Linked DNA regions of Zea mays: region 2 is linked to region 1. A link is a contact called in public Hi-C data. All regions are on one chromosome and are shown on one strand. Each heading gives the region's core, a stretch centred on a gene start, on an enhancer-like site or on the middle of the called end of the contact. The rest is flanking DNA. Distances are from core to core; before and after follow the strand shown. Region 1 holds the start of LOC100276337. Region 2 holds the start of LOC103650791 (probable potassium transporter 2).

Region 1 (4,923 bases), core at 1,247-3,746:
TCCCTCGACAATGCGTCCGCCGCCGCCGCTGCAAAGGCTAGTAACGGCGAGGTGACAAAGGACAAGGCAGCCACGTTGAAACAGAAAGCCGTCGAGGAGAAGAAAGAGGAAGCCGTCGCTGTGAAGAACAGCAAAGAAGCCGTCTCTGTGAAGGAGGGCAACGCGGCGTCGTCGAAGGCGAGTGCCATCCGGGAGGAGAAGCCGCAGGTCGAGACCAAGACGGATGAAGCAGCCGCCGTCACGGATGCCGCTAGCGAAGCGGCCGCCGCCGCCGTTGAAAAGGCGGGCAAAGAAGCGTTGGCCGGTAAGGCCGCCAGGGAGAAGGAAGGCGATGAGGTCGTCGTCGTCGTCAAGGACAAAGCGGTGATCGCCGGTCAGGGACTGAGGATAAAGCATTCGTCGAGGACAAAACAGTCGTCATCAACCGGCGGGGACGTGAATGCCATCACCGTCACCGCGGGGAAAGAAGAACACATCATCAGGAAGGACGACGTGGTCAAAATATCGACCACCGAGGCAGCCGTCGACAAGGGGAATAATGGCGGTGACGAACCTGACGGTACACCATACATGGCGGCGATCGAGGAGAACGACGACGAGGCTGCGTCGTCGACCGAGGACGTCGGCGACGCCGTCGAGGAGGAGGACAAGAAGGAGGTAGACGACGGCAGCGTCACGTTCCCGGTCTCCATGGTGGCAGAGGAGGACGGCAGCGTCACCTTCAAGGTACGAGTCAATGACGCCGAGGCCAAGGACGACGACGGGAGCGTTAAGTTCGCGACTGCCGCCGCCGGCGCCGCCCCCACGACCAGCAGCAACGTGGTTGCCGTGGTGGCCGAGGAGGATGGGAGCGTCACGTTCGCAGTGCCAGTTTCCCCTGTGATCAAGGACGACGACGAGAGCGTTACCTCCGCGGCTGCACCGGCAGCCAAGGTCCAGGACGTCGTGGGCGCCGTGGTGGCAGAGGACGATGGCAGTGTCACCTTGGCGAAACCGCTAGCCCCTGTGAGTGTGACCAAGGGTGGCCACAGCGTTTCCTTTGTGCCTGCCCGGCCTGCAACGACCAAGGACGACGACGACAGTGTTGCCTCCGCAGCTTCCCCGATGACCATGGACGACGAATTTGTCAGCTTACCGGTTGCACTGGAGGAGGAGGAGGAGGAAGAAGAAAATGAGCATTGGAAGGACAATGATGAGGCGGAAAATGAGCCTGCTGTTTCTGATGACGAGGAGGGCACGGCCGAAGCTGATGGCGCAACAGAAGCCGAAGAGGATGAGGAGGAGGCAGGGCAGTCCGAACCTTCTGAAGATAATGATGAGGTAGACGATGACGCGGACCTGCCCGATCCTACTGCTGTCGAGCAGCTGCTAACCAAAGCTGTCGAGGAGATCAAAGCGGAGGAGGAGAGGAGTGCGGCGGACACAGTTGGGGAGAACGTCTCCAGCAAAGAGCCAGACGAGGGGAAACCCATTGCACCTTCGAGACCGAGAGACGAGGACGGCGGTATGGCTGGGTTTTCTTCTTCTGTTTTGGCATGAACTCATGCATGGCAGTTGATCTGCTCTGGGCCAAAGCAACAAGTAGCCGCCTTCTGGCTGCTGGCTGCTGCCATCCTTAACCCATTCGTCCCGTGTGCAGGGGAACCGGATGGGAAAGAACCCATGGATTTGGAGGAGGAGGAGGCCAGAACCACCGAGGAGAAGACACCGGATGATCACCCAGGCATCCCAGCTGAGAAGAAGAGCGGCAGTGATGACAAGGATTCCGCTCTACCTGTAAGCGCGTCGTCGTCTTCTTGAGCCCAGAGAATAATTAAGGAGAACACGAACACCGATGGAAAGGCAGGCTGCTGCCGGTGGCCGCTCCAGTAGTAGTAGCCTCTAGTGCATCTTTGTTTTTTTTTTGAACATGTATGGCGTACGCGTCGTTGTCATGTCCAACACGCCCTGGTTCTTCAACATCGGTACGTACTGACCATGTGGTTTCGAAGTAGTTGGCAAGAGGTAGTTGTTGTTGACGAGTTTGTTGCGTTGTTGTTCGAAACCAAGGAGAGGCAGGTCGGCTTCAAAAGTCTATATGCAAATGCTAATAGGACACCAGTGCTATGAGCACACATGGTGCCAGCGCTGATCGCGGTACCAATACGCGATCAAATCAAATTCTAACACTTGGAAACGAAAGTGCAGGTCAGAAGAAGATGAATCTGAGCAGACGTGCCTGTAGCCTGATTGGGTGGTAGTGGCACTAGTTTGGTGCGGAGACCGACTGGTTGAGCGAGTCGTCTCATGTTCAACCAGCAGACGGACCAACTGCTGCAGGCTGCAGCACAGGAAAAGCGGACAGCGATGGCTCAACAACTAACCCCACACAGCCACAACACCCCCCCCCACCCCACCCCCCAAAAAAAAACAAAGAAGCCTGAAAGCACCCAGAAGATTCATATCAATCGGACATACCATGTCTACCAGAGAATAGAAAGACCTTCCTTCCATCCATCCCACAGTCAGTCGTTGACACAAAGAGAAATTCCACAGCCGGGGGGCAAGGCTTTAATTGCCCCCTCTCCCTCCCTCGCCTCCTTCACCATCCCACCGAGCTTTGCAACAGCTAGTAGCATGGGCAAGCTGTGCTGCAGCCAGGAAGACGACGAGCCGGCGTTCAACCTCCTGGGGCTGCTCGTCACCGTCGTCCTCGCCCTGCTCCTGCTCATGCTGTGCACGCCGCCCCGCCGCAGGCGCTGCGTCGCCTACTACCCCCGTTACTGCTAGGACAGGACGGACGCGGTGGCGGTGGCACACGCCGTCGAGCTTCAGCCTTCTTCGAGGTAGGGAGGAAAGGATCAATCTTCTGCTCTGCTCTGCGATGGGCGCCGAGGTAGGCATCAGACGTGGAGTTCAATTCGAGTCCGAGTTGTGGAGTATACAATAAATCATGCTGGATTGTTTGTTTGTATGTAAAAGCGTTCTGTTATTATTGGTAAATCAATGTGACTACTGCATAAGGCTGGTCGGTCTGTAACCTGATCCGAGAGTCTGTCTGTTGGTAAAAAATTAATTGACTACTGGAATTTGTTGACTTGGTATCTGAAAGATTTTATTTTTATTTGTGTGTGAAGTTTTCAAGGGACGAGTGGTTCATGAATTGCATTGATCGGTCCGTGATACACCTTCTTTTTATTAGGCTCAGTCGATCTGTGCTACTTTAGCATGATTCGATGATACAAAAGATTCAAAAGCTACTTTTTATTATGTGTGGCGATGAACAGTAGCAGTTGCAAAATAAAAGTAGTTCAAGTTCATAAGGAAGCGGGCAAACGTAGCAGCATCGATCACCTGGACCTGGGACACCGATGGTCCGCGACCTCGCGCTCCGATCTAGTCCCCGTATCCATCCCTCCTCCTCCTCCTCATGATCCGCGGCAACCCAGGCGACTCCTTTCTTCCTCCTTGTCGACCCTGTCCTCCCCTTCTCTGGCGTGGTAGCGCCGTGGCGCAGCGGCCCGGAACACGGCTGGGAAGGGGCTGTAGAGGACTACGAGGAGGAACGGGAGCCCACTCGCCGCGAAGGGGCCGGGGGGGGGGGGGGGGGGGGGGGGGGGGGGGGGCGGGGTTGCCGTCGCCGGAGGAGAAGGGAGCACCAACCAGTGCGCAGAGGGGCTATTTCGCAAACTGTCTCTTACTACACTTTTCCAGGGAGTTTTGTGCAAAATAGTCATATTGCTAATTTGCAATGCTTATAAATAATGGCGGATAGCTCGGGACTCGGGAGGACGGATCTGATGTCATCAACTCATCATCAGAGCTCAAAAGTTGTGACTGTGATCGTGTTTCGTACAAATTATTCGATAAAATATTAATACAAATCGATTACATATAAACGAAACCACTATATTTATTTTTAGGAATTGAAATTTACTTAATAATGTAACCTATTTAGTTTGGATTTTTTACATTCCACCACTTTCTAAATTTCAGATATAACACTATCTCAAATTCATGAAACAGGGAATGTGAAATAATTTTATGTATCAGTTGAATATGTTTCTACTCTGCAACTTATACGCTCTTTAGCTCACTCATCTATAGTAAAAATATACCACATAAATATATTCGACATCTTACTAATAATGTTATATAAATATTTTTTTTATAAAATCATATTAGCTTAATTGATATGTCTAAATTACTATTATTAAAATGAAATTCAATTTCAAGCATTCAAATGGGACCTAAGAGAAATTGTGGTTCACAGTATAGCACCATTCCTGACATACCATCATACCCCGTCTATTTGGAGCCTTTGAATATAATATAATATTCCTTAGATAAGAGATTTACCATTATTGGCTATTAAAAGGCACTTTGCCACCGTATAGGCCCACTAAAACAATATGCTGACTGCGACATATTACATATACGACACCACTTCTGTATAAGAGTTAGTACAAAGATGAAGACAAAGAAAACCAAATTAATTGGAGAACATGTAGATTCAAAAGAACCACTGACTGCAACTAACACTGATAAATACGAAGTGCATATTGGCGCAAATGGTTTACCAGTTTTCACCGAGGGTATCTCCAATAGATGCCCTATCTCTATCGTATCTTATCCTTTATTTTAAACTTTACTCTATAAACAATGTTATATACAGTTCTACGTTTCCTATTTTATTGAGGTTTTCTTTAAGTATGAGTAATTTCCTTATTATTAAAGCAGAAAGGAAATCTGCTCCCACAATCGTCTACATCAGCGAATTTTTTGGTTGTTCGATCGTTGATCATTGGTGGCATTTTCTCCCGTGCGCCGTGTGTAGATGCTTCTAGCAGGTGGTTCTTCTCTCCTCGTATCCTCTCTGTGTCTTCTTCCTTCACATCTCACGCTCTCTCCTCCTCCCCCAAATCTCCACCTTCCCCCACTCGC
Region 2 (4,923 bases), core at 1,382-3,881, 210 kb after region 1:
TTGTGTCTAGAGTTTGACTCGTGCTGCATATAGAATTAGCATTGGGATTTGTTTCTAATGTTGTGTGGTCACAGTAACTTACCATTTAGGTACCAGTTGGTTTCTTGGCTCGTTTTCACTGAAAATGCTTGCATTGAAGACAAGCAGGAATATGGAGTTGTATATCCTTCAAGTGCTGCTTTTAGGCTTCTGAATCTCACATCGGTAGGGTAGATTTTAACACTGCATGTTGTGACAGAACTCATTCTCCTCGTCCAGGTAGTAGACGTTTGGTCCTGTGGTGTCACGCTGTACGTGATGCTCGTGGGATCATATCCATTTGAAGATCCTGAGGATCCAAGGAACTTCCAGAAAACGATCAGCGTAATCATCTCCCTTTTCCTTCTGTTGGTTATCATAGCTTGCTTCAGTTGCTTGTTTGGTGATTCTGAAAGCAATTTCAATGTCTCTTGTGCTTGGCAGAGAATTCTTGGCGTGCAATACTCCATCCCGGATTATGTGAGAGTGTCTTCAGACTGGAGACGCCTTCTGTCTCAGATATTCATTGTCGATCCTTCAAAGGTACTTCCTCTCTCAGTTCAGTAAATCCAAATCCAAGCTGGCCTAATCGTCAGAGTTCAGATCACCTCCAAAAGGCAAATATTTCATATGCTGATTATACTGAGGTGTGGATCCTGCAACCCTGGACAAACAATTTTCAGCGTGATGACTGACAGTGAATTTCTTGTGAAACGTCCTCTACCTGAAACTGAAAGAGGATCACGATCCCGGAGATAAAGCATCACCAGTGGTTCCTGAAGAACCTCTCGAGGGAGATCTCGGAGAGGGAGAAGGCCAACTACAAGGACACGGATGCCGCCGAGCCGGCGCAGGCCGTGGACGAGATCATGCGGATCGTTGAGGAGGCCAAGACCCCCGGTGACATGTCCAAGGTGGTCGACCCGGCGCTGCTGGCCGAGATGGCAGAGCTGGAGAGCGACGAGGAAGAGGCAGACACCGATGGCACCTACTGATCGCTCCTGCATGCAGCTCAGCAGCTGCTCAGTCATGGTGTCCAGTCCTTGTGCTGCAGACATGGCGCCGCCGAGCGCCCGAGCTTAACCCGTGCGTGTGATGACGGATGTTGTATTGCACTCTTTACTCTGTTTGTATAATAAAAGTATGTACAATATTGTACAATTGCAGATTGCCTTGTACAGATAAACTAGTGTGCACTGATATACTCTGTCCCAAATTCTATGTTCCAAAACGGTTTAAATAATTTTATTTTTTAGAGAGATCAAAGTAGTTTTAAGTATGATTAAATTTATATAATAAAATAATACTAATTATGATACCAAATAAGTATCATGGATATTTAAGTATGATTAATTTATAAATAATATTACATTATAATCAGCTACTACAGAAAATTAAAGATAAAACGAAGCGTCGATCATGACAGAAGCCAAAATATATTATAGAGAGGTCATATCGCGGATGGTGTCGAGGGCCAGAACGCGACGCTGGGGCTTCTTTCGTGCTTGAGCGGCAGGAGCGAGGCCCACGAGACGGACAATGTGGACGCCCTCGTTCCACTCTTATGCTATTTTATATCTTAGAATGTGAATACTTATGTTTTTCTATAATAATCATGGGTCATTTTCACTATCATGGGAAATTCGGATCTGTGTTCGTCTCATTTCCTGGACCCATCTTTGCAGCTCTATATCTGTTTCAGACCACGTTACGTTATTATGTGTTTCCATTGCAACGCACGGGCACTCACCTAGTATAATAGAAAGTACTGATTGAGGAAGAATATGGTGGCAGGGAATGGTTAGAGGTGGCTTAAGCCAGCACGATGGTAAGACTGAGACATAACTTAAGGATTGTTTAGTTCGTGACTAACTGTGCCACACTTTACCTAAAGTTAGTCGTCCGAATTAAAGAAGTAGGGTATGTTTGGTTCGTGACTAACTATGCTACATTTTGTCTAATATTAATCGCCCGAATTGAATAACTAACCTTAGATAGAAAAAAATAGATAAAGTGTAGCAAGTTAGTTAAGCTCTTAACTTTAGACAAAAAAAAGTTATACAAAATATGCTAAGTTACTAAACATGTCTTTACTCTCTCGCCAAGGTAGACATGGTGGACTCTGTGCTGAGCCAAGTTTGGGTCGTGAAAAAAAATCGGCCTTCAAATTGGGCTGTCATGTGTGTCATGCTGCGTGGACATCTATAATAAAAACTAGACTCAATCAGAATATAAATAAACAAAAATAAGATAAAATAATAATTGCACATTGAGAAACGAGTGAATTAATGAATCAGTCATCATAGCCTAGGCCCTTCCTCCGCCGCTCCGCGTACGCGCCTCCACAGGATCGGGCCAGCAAAATCTAAGACTCTATACAAAATTCCGGAAGATCAACCTATAAAGTAGAATTACACTAATATAGGCTATAATAATATGATAAAAATGATATATTAAAAGTTATGTGATTGTATCTAACTGTCTATTCAATTTTGTATTATATAATTTTACTTGGATAGTATTATTTTGTTAGTGTTATTTTTAAAATGAAATCTTGAACGACATTCCCCATGTTAAAATGGAGATATAGTCATGATGAAAGACAAAGACACCATACACAACTGAGTTAACTCATGAGATAAAGATTTACCTAGAGATTAGTTGATTTATTAGCCTAATGTGCTAGAACTGGAGACCATTGGAACTGGGGGGCTGTTTCCTTGAACAGGCTGCACACCCACTGGTTCGGGCCTGCGCCTCCACCGTGCCCGCGAGGTTCGTGACCTGACGCAGCCGCCGATCGAGTTAATGGACGCCGAGGCTGGCGTCGCCGGCGCCGACCAGCTGCCGGTAGGGAGGCCATCTCTCATTCTCTCGTTGCCGTGATTCCGCTCTCCTCCTCCTTGCCTGTCGTTGGTGGAGACATTGATGTTGGTCGACCTCGGGGTGGGCATCGAACGGCCCGTGCCCGCCCACCCCGGTGGTCTGTGCGTGTGCCCGCGTCGCGATCGGGGTTGTCCGGGGGGTCGGATTTAGGGGATTCCGGTGCGGATTAGATCGATCTCTCTGTCTTGCCTGATTCATTCCTCCCCCTAGGTTCCAATGTAAAGGGTACATTACTCAAATGTTTCGGTTCTGTCGTGGTGACAATGGTGGAGCAGGAAGCTGAAACTCGAGACCAGCTTATGCGTTTTGATTTTAACCGGGGTATCACTGATGTTAAGCAGATATGGACGTATATTCTATATCACCATGTTGTTATTATATATAAACAGTCGTAATTAACGAGCATTGTGCTACTGCTACTTTAGAGCGAGCATTGTGCTACTACTATTTTAGAGCGCTGCTTTGAATATGCGGAGCATGGTTCCTAACGGATGTCGTTCTGCCTTGCAATTTCAGCGGAGGCAGTACTACATGAATCTATTGCTTTTGGCTTACCAGAGCTTTGGTGTTGTTTACGGTGACCTAAGCACATCGCCTCTTTACGTTTATAAAAGCACATTCTCTGGAAAGCTCAATCAGTACCAAGATGAGGAGACAGTGTTCGGTGTGCTTTCCCTCATCTTCTGGACCTTCACTCTGATTCCTTTGCTGAAGTATGTCACTATTGTGCTGAGTGCTGATGATAACGGTGAAGGTGCCTATAAATCTCTTTCTTAACATCCCCTGTCTTTTCATGTGCCTGGATGGAGTGGGATTAGTTTGTTGTAATCCAGCATGTATATCGGCTAGCAACGATATGCAAGAAAAATTAAGGCTATATTGTTTATCGTCCTAATAAATCTTATATTAAATGAATAATATCCCTTAATGTATCTTCTGAAAGAAGGCCTATCTTCGCACTTGTAGCTTACAAATGACTAAGGGCTGCCTACACTTTTGTAGGCGGACCATTTGCTCTCTATTCGCTTCTTTGCAGGCATACAAAACTCAGCTTGCTGCCAAATCAACAAGCAGCTGATGAGGAACTATCTTCATACTACAGAAATGGGTTTGCACCTAGCAATGGATCTTCACCTTGGTTAAGAAGGTTTCTGGAGAAGCACAAAAAAATGAGAGTTGTGCTTCTTCTCATAGTTCTCTGTGGCGCTAGCATGGTGATTGGTGATGGTGTCCTCACCCCAGCAATCTCAGGTGGATACTTACCACAATAATCTATTTGATTTCCTCTCATGTTGAGCAAAATTGCAGTTATCAACCTTTTCTATATATTTTTATCATGCTTCATTCTGCTTGTTCTTTTCTTGCAGTCCTCTCATCTATGTCTGGATTACAAGTTCGAGCTACTGGTTTAAAGCATAGTAAGTACAAATCATCTCGTGAACTCATAACTCTTGATGCAAAAATATTGAAAACACACCTGGTTTTTGTGGGAGTACCAGCAGTTGCAAATTTATGTCAATTTGTAAATTTGTTTGATAAATAGTAGAAGAAATTTCAAAGGGCTATATTTGGGTTCTCAAAATTATCACAAAACTATGCATTTTAGAATTATTATCATAGAACTATATAAATTTGTTTTAGAATTAAGGACATGTACAACAATGTTGTGACTAGTGTTTGAACAAGTGATGAAGACATGGATGACTTCCTGATTAGAATATGACTACATCAAATCATTTTGAGCCCTACCTTTTTTTGTCTTGGTGATGAATAAGGTCACAAGGGACATATAAGGGATATCCCTTGGTGTATGCTTTTTGCATAGTCTAGTTGATGAAAGTCGGGCAGGAGTAAATAGGAAACTAGAGTCATGGCGAGAGACTCTAGAGTCCAAAGGTTTTAGACTCAGTAGAACTAAAGCCGAATATATGATATTATCTTTGACATTACTACATATGAGAAAGGAGATGTTAGTTTGGAAGGTCAAGTAGTGTCCATTGTTAGCTGATATATCAGACT

What was found. A called contact is a pair of places that touch in the nucleus more often than the background predicts.
Region 2: a contact with region 1 is called in a Hi-C map of ear, with 5 times the contacts expected there. The contact joins the promoter of LOC103650791 here to the promoter of LOC100276337 in region 1. A contact is called at or near these places in 7 of 25 Hi-C or Micro-C datasets (bundle sheath, ear, leaf and 1 more).

Annotation. Positions count from the first base shown.
Region 1 is chr3:156,001,414-156,006,336 of Zm-B73-REFERENCE-NAM-5.0, forward strand. It overlaps LOC100276337, which reads left to right and starts at 2,497. Exons shown (of 1, transcript NM_001363955.1): 1 at 2,497-3,083. The coding sequence starts at 2,617. The coding sequence ends at 2,769. It overlaps LOC103650786 (neurofilament heavy polypeptide), which reads left to right. Exons shown (of 2, transcript NM_001351638.1): 1 at 1-1,504; 2 at 1,640-2,149. The coding sequence ends at 1,800. LOC103650787 (a long non-coding RNA gene) reads right to left here and starts at 3,572. Exons shown (of 3, transcript XR_002268129.2): 1 at 3,334-3,572.
Region 2 is chr3:156,213,152-156,218,074 of Zm-B73-REFERENCE-NAM-5.0, forward strand. It overlaps LOC103650791 (probable potassium transporter 2), which reads left to right and starts at 2,632. Exons shown (of 9, transcript XM_008676357.2): 1 at 2,632-2,868; 2 at 3,421-3,658; 3 at 3,907-4,155; 4 at 4,272-4,322. The coding sequence starts at 2,827. It overlaps LOC103650790 (serine/threonine-protein kinase SAPK3), which reads left to right. Exons shown (of 4, transcript XM_008676356.2): 2 at 259-363; 3 at 463-561; 4 at 756-1,158. The coding sequence starts at 298. The coding sequence ends at 1,013.